2 separate regions of the Ovis aries genome follow, and region 2 is linked to region 1. The links are chromatin contacts, called in public Hi-C maps. All regions are on one chromosome and are shown on one strand. Each heading gives the region's core, a stretch centred on a gene start, on an enhancer-like site or on the middle of the called end of the contact. The rest is flanking DNA. Distances are from core to core; before and after follow the strand shown.

Region 1 (5,304 bases), core at 1,522-4,021:
ATTTCACTGGGTTGTTGTAATGATTAAATAAGGTACTATTTGGAAAGCAATAGAATAATGCCTTATATATGGTAAACACTATAAAAGTTTATCATTACTATCATTATGATTGTATGTGGTCTTCACTGTTACTCCCATTTTATAGGTGAGGAAAATGTTAAGCAACTCACCCACGATCATGGAGTGAGTCAGTGATAGACTTGGACCACAATCTGGGTCTCTACCATCCTGTCCAGGGGTTTCCAACTCCTAGCACTGCCTCCCAACTTAACTAAATGTAAGCAGAGGGGTTGCTGCAGGCCTTGGAATGTCTGTTGCAATTAAAGACAGGGCCAGGCATAATTCACGTTCTCTCTGAGAATGAAAGGGGGATCCGTAGAGGAGCAATTTCAGGAACTTCAGAGAAGCATGTGAAACATTCCGCAACAGTTCAGTCCCACTCTGTTTCACGAGCTTTTCCCAGCACGTGAATCCGTCTTCCCAGGCTACCACTCCTCTTTCTCTCCATCCCAGGCTCAGCATCGCATCACCACCACCTGTCTTTGCGCAGCCACAGGAACTTTCTGCCTGGCATCCTACCTTCAACACATTCTCCTAACTAAAGCCAAAGATGTATTTTAAAGGTAAGCCCACTCATGTCAGTTCTGGATGAAGATGCTTCAGCGTCTCCCCACGGCTCTAAGGTCTTGGACTAAACCCTTTCCTCTAGCCTGCAAGACTGGGCTCAGAACGGACCCTTCCTTTCATTTCCTATCTCATAACTCAAGTTCTGGGCTCCTTGGTCAAACTGAACTTCCCTCAGTTCCTCAAAATAGAGCTCTGGTGTTGGACACACAATCCTCTCTCTTTTAACCGTCTTAGTCTGGCCAAGTCCTACTGATCCTCTGAGCTTCAGCCCAGAACGCAGCTCTTCTGGGAAAACTTTTTGCATTTTTCACTCCACTTTTTGCACTCTTGATAACATATGTCATGCAGCATGGAAACTGCTGTATCCTTGCCTATATATCTCACTGGAATCTGGGCTCCTTGAGGACAACAGCCGCGCCTCTTTGATTCATTGCTATACCTGCATCTAACACAAGAGCTGAAGATAAATACGCTAGTTGAAACTGAGGAAACGGAGGCTATTCCCAAAGGGGAACTTGTAGGCAGAGTGCGAAAATAAAATGATTAAGGCCAGAAACTTTAGGAACATTTCCAGAAATGGTGAAAGAGGCTGTTTGGAGGGTCAAGAGGTAGGCAACACCATGGCAACACCTGTGGGAAGAGACAGCGTTAAGAAAGAGAGCCCGGAACGAGGCAGAAGAGGGGTTCTGCAGGGGGGAGAGAGTGTTAAGAAAGAGGGCCCAGAATGAGGCAGAAGAGAGGTTCTGCAGGGGAGAGGTGATTACTGATGGAATTAGCTTTTAGGGGAGCTTGGAAAATCCCATGGATGGAGGAGCCTGGTAGGCTGTAGTCTATGGTGTCACTAAGAGTTGGACATGACTGAGTGACTTCACTTTCACTTTTCACTTTCATGCATTGGAGAAGGAAATGGCAACCCACTCCAGTGTTCTTGCCTGGAGAATCCCAGGGATGGGGGAGCCTGGTGGGCTGCTGTCTATGGGGTTGCACAGAGTCGGACACGACTGAAGCGACTTAGCAGCAGCAGCAGCAGCAGCAGCAGCAGCAGCAGCAGCAGCAGCAGCAGCAGCAGATGTGGATTAGGATTACCCAGCTACTTTGGTTTGCCTGGTGCTGTCCCCGTTTTAAAATCGAAAGTCCTGTGTCCAATGAAAACCCTTGGTTCAGGCAAACCTAGGTTGGTGGTGTTAGGGTGGAATCCAGATTATTAGAGGAGCTAGTGGTTCTGGACAAGGGCTACTTCTCTCTGAGTTATGAGAGAAGGCAGAGAAGGAGAGAAGGGCAGGATTAAATAAAGGGTGTGGGCTGAGCCATCAGGCTTCCCTGGTGGCTCAGATAGCAAAGAGTTCAGTCGCTCAGTCGTGTCCAACTCTTTGGGACCCCATGGACTGCAGCACGCCAGGCCTCCTTGTCCATCACCAAATCCCAGAGTTTAGGCAAACTCATGTCCATTGAGTCGGTGATGCCATCCAACCATCTCATCCTCTGTAGTCCCCTTCTCCTCCCTCCTTCGATCTTTCCCAGCATCAGCGTCTTTTCAAATGAGTCAGTTTTTCCCATCAGGTGGCCAAAGTATTGGAGTTCAGCTTCAACATCAGCCCTTTCAATGAACACCCAGGACTGATCTCCTTTAGGATGGACTGGTTGGATCTCCTTGCAGTCCACGGGACTCTCAAGAGTCTTCTCCAACACCACAGCTCAAAAGCATCAATTTTTCGGCATTCAGCTTTAAGATAGTAAAGAATCAGCCTGCAATGTGGGAGAACCAGGTTCCCTCTCTGGGTTGGGAAGATCCCCCTGGAGAAAGGAATGGCAACCCACTCCAGTACTCTTGCCTGGAGAATCCCACGGACGGAGGAGCCGGGTAGACTACAGTCCATGAAGTCGCGAAGAGTAGGACACGGCTGAGCAACTCCTCAGCGGCTTTGGAATCTTTCCCTGTTCTGTTCCCTCCGGTCCTAGCGGCGCCGCAGTTGGCAGGACCGCTCACCGCTAGGGGGAGGAGCGGCGCAAACGACACGGCTGCCCCTCTAGCTCTCCCCGACGAGCTCTCTGTGGCGCTCGTCAGCCCGGCCAGGCCGAGGGGGGCGGGGTCCCGCCACGTGACCGAGGCGCCCCTCCCCCCGCCCCCCCGCCGCCCGCCCTCAGGCCGGCGCAGGCGCGGTGGTCGCGTCGCCGTCGCCGGGCTCCGTAGCCCGCGCCGCTTCGCCTCCTTCGGCCCCTGAGGCGGCCGCCCGGGCGGTCCTGCGGCTCTTCCTCCTGCGGCTGCGGGCCGCGGGGGCCGAGGCCATGTCCCGGAAGCAGGCCGCCAAGGGCCGGCCGGGCAGCGGCAGCCGCAAAGCCGAGGCCGAGCGCAAGCGGGACGAGCGGGCGGCGCGCCGGGCCCTGGCCAGGGAGCGGCGGAACCGGCCGGAGTCCGGCGGCGGCGGGGGCTGCGAGGAGGAGTTCGTCAGCTTCGCCAACCAGCTGCAGGCCCTGGGGCTGAAGCTGCGGGAGGTGCCGGGGGACGGGTGAGGCGCGCCCGGGAGCGCGGGGGCGGGCGGCGCCGCGGTTCGCGCCGGGGCTTGGCGGCCGTCTCCCTGCGCCGGCGGAGCGCGGGGCCGCGAGCCGCCGGCGCCCCCCCTCGAGACGCGCGCGGCCTCCCCCGTGGCCCTCGTGCTGGCGAACTGTCGGGGGTCCCGACAGAAGGTCTCCCCGAGATCGGTGCCCCGGAAGCACCTCCTCCCCGGGCAAAAATAGGGTGACTCTCAAGCCGAGACCTGAGGGGATGAGACGGGGCCAGTCGGGCCCCCCCCAAAAAAAGGTGACTTTAAGCCAAGACCTGAGGGGATGAGATGGAGCCAGTCCCGCCCCCCCCCAAAAAAGGTGACTTTAAGCCAAGACCTGAGGGGATGAGATGGAGCCGGCCTCCCCCCAAAAAGGTGACTTTAAGCCAAGACCTGAGGGAATGAAATGGAGCCGCCCCCCCCCAGCAAAAAAAAGGTGACTTTAAGCCGAGACCTGAGGGGATGAGATGGAGCCGCCCCCCCCAAAAAAAAGGTGACTTTAAGCCAAGACCTGAGGGGATGAGATGGAGCCAGTCGCCCCCCCCCCAAAAAGGTGACTTTAAGCCAAGACCTGAGGGGATGAGATGGAGCCAGTCGCCCCCCCCCAAAAAAGGTGACTTTAAGCCAAGACCTGAGGGGATGAGATGGAGCCAGTCCCGCCCCCCCCCAAAAAAAGGTGACTTTAAGCCAAGACCTGAGGGGATGAGATGGAGCCAGTCCCGCCCCCCCCAAAAAAGTGACTTTAAGCCAAGACCTGAGGGAATGAGATGGAGCCAGTCGCCCCCCGCCCCCCAAAAAGGTGACTTTAAGCCAAGACCTGAGGGGATGAGATGGAGCCGGCCGCCCCCCCCCCCCAAAAAGGTGACTTTAAGCCAAGACCTGAGGGGATGAGATGGAGCCGGCCTCCCCCCAAAAAGGTGACTTTAAGCCAAGACCTGAGGGAATGAAATGGAGCCGCCCCCCCCCAGCAAAAAAAAGGTGACTTTAAGCCGAGACCTGAGGGGATGAGATGGAGCCGCCCCCCCCAAAAAAAAGGTGACTTTAAGCCAAGACCTGAGGGAATGAGATGGAGCCAGTCGCCCCCCCCCAAAAAAGGTGACTTTAAGCCAAGACCTGAGGGGATGAGATGGAGCCAGTCGCCCCCCCCCAAAAAAGGTGACTTTAAGCCAAGACCTGAGGGGATGAGATGGAGCCAGTCCCGCCCCCCCCCAAAAAAGGTGACTTTAAGCCAAGACCTGAGGGGATGAGATGGAGCCAGTCCCGCCCCCCCCAAAAAAGTGACTTTAAGCCAAGACCTGAGGGAATGAGATGGAGCCAGTCGCCCCCCCCCCCCCAAAAAAGGTGACTTTAAGCCAAGACCTGAGGGGATGAGATGGAGCCGCCCCCCCCCCAAAAAAAGGTGACTTTAAGCCAAGACCTGAGGGGATGAGATGGAGCCGGCCTCCCCCCAAAAAGGTGACTTTAAGCCAAGACCTGAGGGAATGAAATGGAGCCGCCCCCCCCCCAGCAAAAAAAAGGTGACTTTAAGCCGAGACCTGAGGGGATGAGATGGAGCCGTCCCCCCCCTAAAAAAAGGTGACTTTAAGCCAAGACCTGAGGGAATGAGATGGAGCCAGTCGCCCCCCCCCAAAAAAGGTGACTTTAAGCCAAGACCTGAGGGGATGAGATGGAGCCAGTCGCCCCCCCCCAAAAAAAGGTGACTTTAAGCCAAGACCTGAGGGAATGAGATGGAGCCAGTCCCGCCCCCCCCAAAAAAGGTGACTTTAAGCCAAGACCTGAGGGAATGAGATGGAGCCAGTCCCGCCCCCCCCCAAAAAAGGTGACTTTAAGCCAAGACCTGAGGGGATGAGATGGAGCGGGCCGCCCCCCCCCCCAAAAAGGTGACTTTAAGCCAAGACCTGAGGGAATGAAATGGAGCCGCCCCCCCCCCCAGCAAAAAAAAGGTGACTTTAAGCCGAGACCTGAGGGGATGAGATGGAGCCAGTCGCCCCCCCCCTAAAAAAGGTGACTTTAAGCCAAGACCTGAGGGAATGAGATGGAGCCGGCCCCGCCCCCCCCCAAAAAAAGGTGACTTTAAGCCAAGACCTGAGGGAATGAGATGGAGCCAGTCGCCCCCCGCCCCCCAAAAAAGGTG
Region 2 (5,304 bases), core at 1,079-3,578, 200 kb before region 1:
GAAAAATGGCTGTCTAAGGGGGCCTTACAAATAGCTGAGAAAAGAAGAGAAGCTAAAGGCAAGGGAGGAAAGAGAAAGATATACTCATCTGAATGCAGAGTTCCAAAGAATGGCAAGGAGAGCTAAGAAAGCCTTCCTCAGTGATCAACACAAAGAAATAGAGGAAAACGATAGAACACAATAAAAAGCAGAGATGTTACTTTGCCCACAAAGGTCCGTCTAGTCAAGGCTATGGTTTCTCCAGTAGTCATGTATGGATGTGAGAGTTGGACTATAAAGAAGGCTGAGCGCCAAAGAATTGATGGTTTTGAACTGTGGTGTTGGAGAAGACTCTTGAGAGGACTCTTGGACTGCAAGGAGATCCAACCAGTTTATCCTAAGGGAGATCAGTCCTGGGTGTTCATTGGAAGGACTGATGCTGAAGCTGAAACTCCAATACTTTGGCCACCTGATGCGAAGAACTGATTCATTGGAAAAGACCTTGATGCTGGGAGGGATTGGGGGCAGGAGGAGAAGGGGACGACAGAGGATGAGATGGCATTACCGACTCAATGGACATGAGTTTGAGTAAGCTCTGGGAGTTGGTGATGGACAGGGAGGCCTGGCGTGCTGCAGTCCATGGGGTCGTAAAGAGTCGGACACGACAGAGCAACTGAACTGACTGACTGAATCCATGATATTAACCTGTGATGTGTCCAGTAGAGACTCTTAGTTCCGGTTGTGAGGGGCGGGAGGGGGCAGGGATACACAAGGTGTGCCAGGCCTGTCTACCTGCGGTGACTCCACCCCACCTGGCCTGGGGGTTCCCTGTTCCCAATCTCCGGGAGACTGAGAGTGCCAACAGCTTGATCCTTCACCCTTAGTGCCTGGCACTGTCGGGGGGGACAGGATGGTTTCTGCTGGGAAGGAACCATCTATTTAAATTAAAGGTTTGAAGGAAGCGCAACCAATTATATATTATATAGGGCTCCCCAGGTGGGTCATTGGTAAAGAACCTGCCTATCAGTGCAGGAGATGCAGGTTCCATCCCTGGGTGGGGAAGATCCCTTGGAGAAGGAAATGGCAGTCCACTCCAGTGTTCTTGCCTAGGAAATCCTATGGACAGAGGAGGCTGGCGGGCTACAGTCCATGGGGCTGCGGGAGTCGGGAAATGACTTAGCGACTAAACAACAACATATCGTAACATATATGTACACATATGTCAAGCGCTCTGCCCGATATCTCCCAACCGGCTCGCCCTGGTAGCGCGTGGGCAGCCCCCTCTTGGAAGCAGTCCTGGATGAAGGTGGCCCGCAGGCCCCTTCTCTGAGTTCCTCCTGCGCCAAGTGTGAGTGGGGAGGGGCAGGCGTGGCGGGGGCCGGGTAGAGGCCCTAGAGCTGGGAGGCGATCTGACATGGCCCGGCTCTCGGATCATCGCTCTGCAGGCACAGGGGTGCCGGGGACCCCGCCCGCCTGCGGGGCCAGAGCTCGGCTCTGCCCGCCCACCGCGGGGCGGGACGCAGGCTCCGCGGCGCCGGGACCGCGCGCTCCTGGAAGCAGCCCCCGCGCCTCCGCGCGCGCCGGGCCCTCTCGGCGTCTCCCGGCCCCTGGGCGCCAGCCCGACCCGCGGCCGCCGCTGCCTCTCCCGGGCCCGCGGCTCGTGCCGCAGTCGCCGCCGGCGGAGCAGCGCTCCAGGTACCGAGCCCCGGCGGGAGCGGGGCCGGAGACCCGCGGCCGGGTGGGGAGGGGGTCCTTCTCTCCCGGCGGGCCGGCCGGCGTCCTCCAGCTCGCCGCGGGGACCGCGTCCGCCCGAGCCCGGGGTGCCTCTGCGCTGGGTCCGAGACCTGCGCTCCCCGCCGGGGGCTTGGCTTTGGCCCGTGGGGCTCCCACCCTGCGACCCCCAGCACCCCGGGTCCTCCTTGGCACCTCTCTATGTCCACTCGCCGAGAGGGGCTTGCCCCGGCCTGGAGAGCGCCCAGCGGCCCCGGGCTCCCCGGGTCCCTGCCCTCGACCCATCTTGCCGCCCGCCCCTCCGAGGGCCTCTGTGCCCACCCGGCCAAACGCCCCGAGTCCGCGTTCCCGTCCTCCTGACTTGCCACTCGCTCCTGCTAGAGGACCCTGCTCCTCAGGTGCCCCCTCCCAAACTTCCTACCCAGGTGTTTGCCCCAGGTGTTTCTGCATCCCACCCAAGGACGCCCCCAAATCCCCTCTCCATCCCCCTCCGGGTGCTGACCCTTGACCCAGAAGGTCCCCTGCCCATCCCCGCCTTCCCAGCAGCCAGCCTCCACGCCCACCCCGCCTCCTCCTCCGGACCGCTCTGGGGCCTCACGTCCTCGCCCTCCGCCCGCATGGTCCCAGAGCAAGGCCCCGCCAATCACAGCACCCCGGACTGGGGCTCGGGGCCGCCGCGGGCCCCCGGGGGCAGCGGCTGGGTGGCCGCCGCGCTGTGCGTGGTCATCGCGCTGACGGCAGCGGCCAACGCGCTGCTCATCGCGCTCATCTGCGCGCAGCCCGCGCTGCGCAACACCTCCAACTTTTTCCTGGTGTCGCTCTTCACGTCGGACCTGATGGTGGGGCTGGTGGTGATGCCGCCGGCCATGCTGAACGTGCTGTACGGCCGCTGGGTGCTGGCGCGGGGCCTCTGCCTGCTCTGGGCCGCCTTCGACGTGATGTGCTGCAGCGCCTCCATCCTCAACCTCTGCCTGATCAGCCTGGACCGCTACCTGCTCATCCTCTCGCCGCTGCGCTACAAGCTGCGCATGACGCCCGCGCGCGCCCTGGCGCTGGTCCTCGGCGCCTGGAGCCTGGCCGCGCTCGCCTCTTTCCTGCCCCTGCTGCTGGGCTGGCACGAGCCGGGCCGCGCGCTGGCATCCGCGCCGGGTCAGTGCCGCTTGCTGGCCAGCCTGCCCTTCGTCCTCGTGGCGTCGGGCCTCACCTTCTTCCTGCCCTCGGGCGCCATCTGCTTCACCTACAGCAGGATCTTGCTGGCCGCCCGCAAGCAGGCCGTCCAGGTGGCGTCCCTCTCCACCGGCGCTGCCGGCCAGGCCTTGGAGACGCTGCAGGTACGGGGCAGGACGCGCAGGGAGACCCGGGCGTGGGGGCCGGGGAGGAATGAGCAGTCGTTGCTGGCACTTCCAAGTGGTCAATCCCAGCGCCCACCTTCCTTCTGAACGCTAGACGCAATGCCCAGCTGTCCACAGGACCCGCCAGGGCGTGGGCACGTTTCTCAAGGGTAACATGTGCAACAGGGCATTCAGGCGGGCCCAGCTCTCTCCACTTGCTCCTCACCCATCTTCCCCGTCACGGCCAGTGGCACCATCATGGCATCGTGGCCCAGAAGCTTGGGAACACTTTCCCTCTCATGCTCATGGGATGCATTCACAAGCTCCTCGATACCTGTGTCATTCCCGAGGGCACCTTCCTGATCTCCTGATCCAAGCCACCGTTGCTTCTTACTTTGGAGCCTTTTTCTTTTCTTCCTGTGCTGGGTCTTCAATGAGGTGCTCAGGAGCACTGGGGCTTAGTTGCCCCAGAGCACATGAGATCTTCTTTCCCCAACCAGGGGCTGAACCTGTGTCTTCTGCATTGGAAGCCGGATTCTTAACCACCCAACCACCGGGGAAGTCCCGTACCTGGGAGCCTTTGATAGTCTCCCGCTGCCTCCATCCCAGACCCACTCCTGTCCATTTTCTGCACAAAGAGAAACAAAAGGGCAGTCCCCTCACTCTTTGGCTCCAAACCCTTCAGCGGCTCCCTCTGGCTCTCAAGATGGAGAGGAGACCCGGGCCAGGATCTGGCCTGGGACCTGGTCCTGCCAGCCTCTCCAGCTGCACTCCCTCCCCTACCCACTCCCCACTTCTCTGCACCAGCCCTGCATGTCCTTCTGACACTCCCAGAAGGCGCCAGAGGTGTGCCCAAGTCTTTGCACCGGCTGTGCCGTCTGGGATGTTCTTCCCCTGGGGCCGTCCTTGGCTGACTCTTTCATTCACAGGTTACTCCTTCCCAGGGGCCCAGCCTGACCACCCCGTCTGCAGACCGCCCCGCCGTCCGCTACCCTGTTATTCTCCGTCTTGACTCCCAGCTTGTTGGTTTGTTCATTGTCTGTCTCCCTTACTGGTGTGTAAGCTCCCACAAGGGCTGGCTTCTCTGGGTGGGCTTCGAGCTCCACCCTACCTAGGAAGTGTCCCCTGACTCCTTGTGAATGGGGTGGGTGCTCTTAGCTGCAGGCCCTGCAGTGTCTAGAGCGGAGTGGGTTGCACAGCGCCTGAGTCCTAGCACCTCTCTGCCCAGGGCTGGGTGTTCAGACCGCCAGGCCCGAGCCCCACAGAATTAGACCACGGGCCCCCAGGAAGGTCCCAGCGGGGCTCTCCAGTGTCCTCCAGGCGTGGCCTCAGGTGTGGGAGGTGTCTGCAGGGTGGCAGGTCCCTTGGGGGGTGGGGGTTACTGGATAGACGGAGCTGAGAGGCTGACATCCTGGTTGGCAGCCCCCACGTGGCTCGTCCATGTCACCCCTGCAGTGAGGCCCATCAGCTCGGATGATGGCGTCCTGGGTGGACAGGAGGCCTTGGCTGCAGCCAGCTCTCTCCTGATCTATACTTCTCCAGTCTCTGCAGGTGGCTGTGACCCTGACTTGGTTCTTGAGCTTCAGGATGGCTGCCATGGGCTATCCACACCCTCTCGCTGGGTTCTTGTAAAGGAGCATTTCCCAAGCTTCAGGCTTTTGGGAACTGCCTCGAGGCATCTGCCTTGCTACCCTGCCGCCCAGCCTCACACAGTCTGCGAGTCTCTGCAGCCATATGTACTTACTTAGCGATTTCTTGGAGTCATCTCATCTTTTTACTTCCGTGAATTTATTCAGCAAGAAAACTTCTTATCTCTTTCACTAACGGAAAATCAGTATCCTCGCCAGAAATAGAAGGTGATCGGAACCACAACTTCAATGAGGCCGCAGAAGCCGCAGCAGTGTTGCTGAAGTCCAGCTTGGATGGCTGGAGATGCTTGAGCCCAAGGCCTGCTTTCTCCTTGTTAGATGTTGGAGGGACGTTAAAGATAGGGTAGCATCAGCATGAGACGTTTCTCTTGACATAACCAGAGCAGCTGGGAGGGCGCGCTAAAGGCCTCTGTTCTCCTCTGTGACTCAGTTATTTCGTTGGGTGTTCATTCACCATCCAAGGTCATCTCCCCGTCTCACTCTGCCCTAATGACTAAGGAGGTATGGAGCTGGTCTTGGTGGGGTTGGAGCGGAGAGGTCTAGATTCTTGGTTACGGCAGTGCCTGTGACACACAGATTTTCTTTCCGTGAAGCTAACCAGCTGACACTTGGGT

Evidence for each region. Hi-C and Micro-C count contacts between places; a contact is called where the count stands out from the background.
Region 2: a Hi-C map of hypothalamus shows a contact between it and region 1, with 3 times the contacts expected there. The contact joins the promoter of HTR6 here to the promoter of OTUD3 in region 1. A contact is called at or near these places in 4 of 16 Hi-C or Micro-C datasets (hypothalamus, liver, skin fibroblasts and 1 more).

The regions. Positions count from the first base shown.
Region 1 is chr2:246,527,488-246,532,791 of ARS-UI_Ramb_v3.0, reverse strand. It overlaps OTUD3 (OTU deubiquitinase 3), which reads left to right and starts at 2,771. Exons shown (of 7, transcript XM_060411484.1): 1 at 2,771-3,134. The coding sequence starts at 2,914.
Region 2 is chr2:246,729,859-246,735,162 of ARS-UI_Ramb_v3.0, reverse strand. It overlaps HTR6 (5-hydroxytryptamine receptor 6), which reads left to right and starts at 2,328. Exons shown (of 3, transcript XM_012157423.5): 1 at 2,328-3,041. The coding sequence starts at 2,328.